2 separate regions of the Rattus norvegicus genome follow, and region 1 is linked to region 2. Evidence: chromatin contacts called from public Hi-C data. All regions are on one chromosome and are shown on one strand. Each heading gives the region's core, a stretch centred on a gene start, on an enhancer-like site or on the middle of the called end of the contact. The rest is flanking DNA. Distances are from core to core; before and after follow the strand shown. Region 1 has its middle 46 kb from the start of Ube2v1-ps20. Region 2 overlaps Mrps27 (mitochondrial ribosomal protein S27).

Evidence for each region. A called contact is a pair of places that touch in the nucleus more often than the background predicts.
Region 1: a Hi-C map of prefrontal cortex shows a contact between it and region 2, with 7 times the contacts expected there. The contact joins two enhancer-like sites. A contact is called at or near these places in 11 of 12 Hi-C or Micro-C datasets (the A7r5 cell line, the Rat2 cell line, Schwann cells and 7 more) and 1 of 1 datasets of contacts at active chromatin or transcription factors (oligodendrocytes).

The regions. Positions count from the first base shown.
Region 1 is chr2:32,934,054-32,937,409 of GRCr8, reverse strand. No RefSeq gene overlaps it. Among named protein-coding and RNA genes, the nearest start is that of Ube2v1-ps20, 46 kb to the left of the region's middle. Within about 2 kb of position 1,404, at least 37 of the 93 cell types and tissues checked have an H3K27ac peak or open chromatin away from gene starts, as enhancers often do. A contact at or near this core is called in hepatocytes and prefrontal cortex, where this site is marked.
Region 2 is chr2:32,480,871-32,484,108 of GRCr8, reverse strand. The region is part of intron 2 of Mrps27 (mitochondrial ribosomal protein S27); the gene reads right to left. Among named protein-coding and RNA genes, the nearest start is that of Mrps27, 8.3 kb to the right of the region's middle. Within about 2 kb of position 1,753, at least 88 of the 93 cell types and tissues checked have an H3K27ac peak or open chromatin away from gene starts, as enhancers often do. A contact at or near this core is called in hepatocytes and prefrontal cortex, where this site is marked.

The DNA.
Region 1 (3,356 bases), core at 155-2,654, 450 kb before region 2:
AGGACTCATTTCGGACAGTGCACAACCATGGGTAACTGGAGTATCCAGGGCATCTGATTCACTCTTTTGGTCTCTGAGAGCAAGCACCACGTGCACATGGACACGAGAGAGAGAGAGAGAGAGAGAGAGAGAGAGAGAGAGAGAGAGAGAGAGAGAGAGAGGGAGGCAGAGACAGAGACAGACAGAGATAGGCAGAAATAGAGACAAGGAGACATACACATACACAAATAATAATAAAACTAAGAACCAAATGTGTGCTTAAACAAATACCTCTATTTGTTTAGTAATAACTATTGATAGGGTTGTGTAGAAGGATTGTGCCTAAAAAAAAATAATGCCTAGCTTAATAAGAAGAAAGGGATGGAGGAAATTCTGAAAGAATAAAAATTGTCCCTGACTGGCACTGTCACACCCCAAAGCAACCGTTACTCCTTGGGACTTGGCATACAAATTTCCTATGACAAAAATGTATTTTTTGACGCTGTGGGCATGGTCTAGCATTGCCCAGGCTCCCATCCCTAGGAGAGTAAACAAACAACGTAAGCAAAACCATCAGGAGCTGTTTGCAGATTTGACTTCTGACGAGTGACCTTACCAATCCCACAAAAGCAAACGACCCAGGAAGTGTGGCCAACCGGCCAAAGTGAAATATTTACCCTTAAAAAAAAACCCATCTCCCCGGTAAACTTTATCTTGCCCAGTGCAGCTGGAAGAGTAGAAGGCTTCCGACACTTACTATCTGTTACATGGTTAATGAGAGCCAGTTGGAAACAGGACTTGCAGACGGTAAATATTTGCTGTTTCCTCACTGGCTGGCAGCTGGTGAATTGTCTTCTCTGGCTGTCGTTTCCACAGTTCCCGCTGTAGGGCAGCAGCCTCCTGCTCATCCCTCAGCACCACCAGCTCCGCTCTGCTCTGCCTCCCTTTCCTCTCCTAGCAGCCAAGAAGCCTGTTACTGTAATCGGTCTGCATTGGAAGGAAAGACTGTAAAAAAAAAAAAAATCCCGCAAACATTTTAAACAGAGAATCATGTAGTCACAGTGGTACTGATGCTGGCTTGCATCTGGGATCCTTCAATTTCTCTCCATTCCCACCCAAATAAGCTCTTTCTGTGTGGAAAACTCTGTGTGCCCAAGTAATTGCATCCACTACCAGGGTATTGTTAGACATTAAACAAGCAATATCAGGAACATGGCTTCTCAGTGCTGTTGGCAAGGCTGTCTGGGAGGACAGAAGAATCCATTTGCTTTATTCTTTTGCCACCTTCTATGGGTATGTGACACTGAGGGAGTTTACCCAGACACCCGCACGGCTTGGAATCTTCCACATCGTGCGTGATGCTCAGTCACGCCTACCGGTCCCCGGAGATGGTTAAGAGGCGAACCTTATCTCCAAACTGCAGCAGCAACAAATTCATGCTGGCTGTGGCTTGTGTTCATACCCACCCTCTGAGTAAGATAAACCATGGCTGTAAGTTCTTACAGAGAGATCTGGCATTGCGGAAAGCAACACTGACATGAATATCTCGACAAGACACAGGTCTTCAGCGTCTGACCTCCCCACTGTTTGCTCCGTTCTGCCTTAGCAAACTTCTAGGAGAGTCAATTAACTTGTATTTATTTAACATCTGTGACACCTGTCAGTAATGGTGGCTCTCACCGTGTCAATCAAGCACAGACTAACAAGTTTGAAAGGAATGGTCGTGGTCAGGAGCGTAGCACCCTTCTTTGGCTCCAGTGGGCAACCACAGCCATCTGTCTTTGGGCAGAAGCGGCTCATTGGTTCCTGGAGGGTCAGAGGTAGGAGCCGTTTCTCAGTCTGTTCTTGAAATGCCTCAGATGCTCTTTGACTTTTGAACTTCTCTCTTTGATCATTTTCCTCTGCCTTAGTGTAGTGATTTCCAAAATGAAGTTACTCTCCAACTGCAAAGAAGCCCGAGATGTCTTAACTGAGGACTGAGCATTTATGGCCATCCATTCTGGGTTCCAGTCATTTGGGACCTTGCTAAGGTCTCAGCCCTACAGTGGGCACTAAGTTGACATTCTCAGGCACACATTCTTAAGACTTCAAGGCCTCTCTATCTGAACTTATTACTGCTAACCCCATAGGGCAATACTAAAACCTCTACCACAACTTTTTATCAAAATCTGAAGCAAGCTTCCTTGTATATTGTCCAGAACAACAAACACAGACCGGGTAAGCATCGGGGATACCCAGGGAATGGTTACATTAATCTGGTGCTTACGAAGGCAACCCCACAAGGCTGCACACTTCCCACCTTCGTCCAATCGGGGGCAAGCATACACCCTGATGTACTTCCTGCCTATGTTCCGCCCACCTACATTCGACCCAGCACATCCAGTGCAGCGAGGGCAACCAACCTTGTTTACAGAAGTGAACACGTGTGGCTGGTATCTTACGTGAACAACGGCCCCAGAATCTAGGGAGTTCTCTGTCTTTGGGCAAGTGGGACTCACGGGTCTGTCTGTCCTTGGACAAGTGAGCCTTATAGGTTAGACACATTGTTGTTTCATAGATCTCTTAAGCATGGTAATTTAAATTTAAAACTCAACTTTAGCCCTCACACTTACCACAGCACCAGGCTTTCTTGCTGTAGCTTGGGACTCTTTGGTATTCCTCTCCAATGCCCACTCTTAAGCACACGAGCCTCCTCACCATTCCTCTAATGTCATGTGTCTTTTTTTTTTTTTTTTTTGGTTCTTTTTTTCAGAGCTGGGGACCGAACCCAGGGCCTTGCGCTTCCTAGGTAAACGCTCTACCACTGAGCTAAATCCCCAGCCCCCGTCATGTGTCTTCTTATCTCAGAGTCCTGCTGTTTCTTATTCCAGGAATGTCCTCCAATATAACATCCATCAGACAAGGCCATCAATGGTCCAACCCTGATCATTGCAACCTCAGCGTGGTGGTTTGAATGCTTAGCCAGAGGAAAGTGACACTATTAGGAGGTGTGTGGCCTTGCCAGGATAAGTGTGACCTTGTTGGAAGGAATGTGTCACCATATAGGCGTTGAGGTCTCCTAGTGATCAAGCTCTGCCCAGTGTGGAGGAGACCCTCCTCCTGGCTGCCTTTAGATCAAGATGTTGAAGTCTTGGCTTCTCTAGCACCATGCCTGACCAGACGCTGTCATTCTTCCCACCTCGATAGTGGATGGAACCTCTGAAACTGTAAGTCAGCCTCAACTTAATGTTATCCTTTAGAAGAGTTGCCTTAGTCACGGTGTCTCTTCACAGCAATGGAACCCTAAGACACTCAGTATTACGTGATTCATAGTCAGCACTAAAAAACATATGTAACCAGAAATGTTCCTGTCCAAAGGAAGAACAGGGACAAAAATG
Region 2 (3,238 bases), core at 504-3,003:
TAACAAGCAGCCAAAACCAAGTACCCAGAAACCACTACCTGGCTCTTTGGTCAAGGGCTAAAGCTGCAGTAACCACGGAAAAGGACAACAGTCGGCCCGTGACACAAATGGTGGGCTGAGCCCTCCTAGATCTGTAGGAAAAACTATGAGGCTCTGGGCCGTGTGGACCCTAGAGTCAGGCTGTGAGGACCTCCTAACAATCTTGATTCTTCCAACCCATGACAACAAAAATAAAAGCAAAAACAACATTAATAACAAGGGATAAGACTAACCACAAACAAAATGACCAAAAATAAGTCCAACTAGACCACCAACCATGGAAAAAACAATAACAACAAATAAAATAAGCCCCGAACCCGATCATATTATTTTTTACAGCTAGGACAGATGGGAAACTAGACACATTCATCACCAGCAGAACGATGCAATCTGCAAATCAAGAGTGTGAGATGCTCTACGAAAGTGAGTTTTCGCAAGCGGGACATGTGAGTGTGTCATGCGGGATGTGACACGTAAGTCCTCTGTGAGTGAAGAACGCATGTTTAACACATGATGAAATGGGAACATGCAGTGTTTAAGGATGCCATTATAGTTTTCTTTAAAAATCGACTTTGAAGGTACATATCAAAATACATATAAAATGACTGGGTGGCAGCAATCTGATAGAGGGGTACAGCATATAGATGAACTCGAACTAATACTGTTGAATCTGGTTTACTCCCATGTTTCTACAATTTTTTTTTTATTAAAGAGTCAAGAGAAAGCACAACTGTATCTGTGTGATTCAGTTGGTTCCTTGTTCAATTAGAGCATTAAAAGTATGTTTATAAGAATACCAGAAATCGGTCAGGTGTGGTGGTGCACACACTCAATCCGGGGGAGGCAGAGGTAGGTGGATCTCTGAGTTCAAGGTCCTCCTGACTACCAAGGCTTACAAGGTGAGACCTGGTCCCTCCCAAAAAAACAAAAACAAACAAACAAACAAACAAAAAACAGTAACAGAAGCTGATTATTTCATATACCTTTATATACAACAATGGCTTTAAAAATGTCTTATCTTGGGCTGGGGATTTAGCTCAGTGGTAGAGCGCTTACAGAGGAAGCGCAAGGCCCTGGGTTCGGTCCCCAGCTCCGAAAAAAAAGAACCAAAAAAAAAAAAAGTCTTATCTTTTTTAATTATAACACACACACACACACACACACACGCGCGCGCGCGCGCGCGCGCGCGCAGGATCTGCTTCAAAACAGTCCAAAGGATTAGGAAGGGGAGCAGACATAAGCTGATAACAGCCGAAAGCAGATGGCGGATGCTGGGGATTCTTTACAGCATTGTCTACTTTCCTGTTTTACACTTTCTCGTGTAAAGTGCTAAACTGCTTTTAGAAAGCAGCCTCTGGTGTTGCAAATCAGAATTTCGGGTGTCTCTGAAGAAAGCCAGGAAAGACAACCCAGTCTCCAGAGCGGGAAGGATGCTCCAGCCTCCTATGCAGGTGTGCTCACTTTGTGATAATTCACTGCATAGGATCTGCCTTTCTGAATGCACAAGACAATGCAACAAGTAGCTTTCAAGAAAATAGAGGCAGCATTTTAATGCTCAAGGATCCTAGGCACCCCTGAAACAGCCCTCTCCGGGGACGGCGGGCGGAGCCAAGAACGCCACACCCGCAGCGGCGCCAATGAGGGCCACAGGAGCAAATGCCTCATATCGGCCCTCCTCCCTCCTCCAATCAGCGAACCCGACCCGAGCACCTCACAGCACTCCCAGAGCGATATCCAATCACCGCGCTCCACATGAGCGCACGCTCTCCCGCGCCTCAGCACAGACGGAAGGGCGTTTCTCGCAAGGACCACACTGCCATCTACTGCCTGACCTGCGGAAATGCAGGAAAGGAGCACCTGGAGCCCTGCTCAGAATCAGAGCTCAACCCTAGCAAACTCAAGCAGTCATGCTATGCAGAAAAATGTGCATCTATGAACCAGAGGAGGTAGCAGTTACACAATGGGAAAAACGTACAGCCTCCGAAGGCTCCGTTTTCTTCCAGGCAGTCTGAATTCCAAACTTTACTTCACATCAAATATACAGAGAGACATACAGAGGGACCCAGGGACTCATCCATTCCACATATTTCTAGGATGAATGTTTAGGAACTAGGCAGACATCAATCATCCCTAACATAACTATAGACATGGACAGTGGTGACATCCGGACACAAACCCAGTTGCCAGCCTTGGGTGCAGAATCCACATCATGCTACTGCGGGAAGGCACAAGACAAGCTACAGAGTAGGAAAACAGTTCTGACTGGAGGCAGAGGGGCAGCAATGACTGGTAATTTACTCAAGCACTGGTCTCAACACGGAAGAGACAATTGGCTCCCTGTGATATTTATGTGTAACAGATTATCATCGTACTTTTTGGCAAACTTATTCATGTGACCAGGACAAAGCCCTTTAGGTTTGTGCCCATATGTCTAAATGATCTAACTGCACCTAACACAAGACACCAACAGTGGCTGGCCCCATTTCCTCATCTTTCCTCCATACCTAGGGAAATGTTTAACCATAAGCTTTCCCAGAATGCATCACTCCTTTATTTATAGTTCCATAGCACTGTGGATTTATTCACATATGGCACATGAGAACGATCTTTGCTATATAGCTATTTGAAGCCACATTAGAATTATCCGAGTGCATGGCTTCTAAGAGAAGAATAACTGAATTCAGAGGACATCTTAACGTATGCATAGATTATTTTTAACTTTCACGATGACCAGAGAGCTGCTACTTTCTAGATAGAAGATATTGTATAACATGCAATGCTATGACTCCCCACAAAGCCCTGCCTCTGTTGGGAACCGAGCTCTAACCATAGAAAGGAGACCACAGCAAAGCCAGGGAAAACCCCGTGCAGATGAATGGGAATTTGAGCTATTGGGTAAGAATCAATGACATCTAATGCCTAGCTCCTGTTTCTAATACAACTCACGAGCATTCCCAAGGAAGGGCTGAGTCCAGGCTAGGGAAGGGAAGGTACTAAGCCTAGAACACACTGTTAAGCAAGAAGGAAGCAAGTGGTGAGAAAGAGGACATGGAAAATAAACTGGGAAAATATATTGGCCAGGCAGCATGGGACACTAGACTCCAAATAATGACAGCAATGAACCAGTGGGGAAAATCCCAGCAATCAACAACCGTCAACACAAAGTATGACCACAGATACATGAGAAGGAAACAGGAAA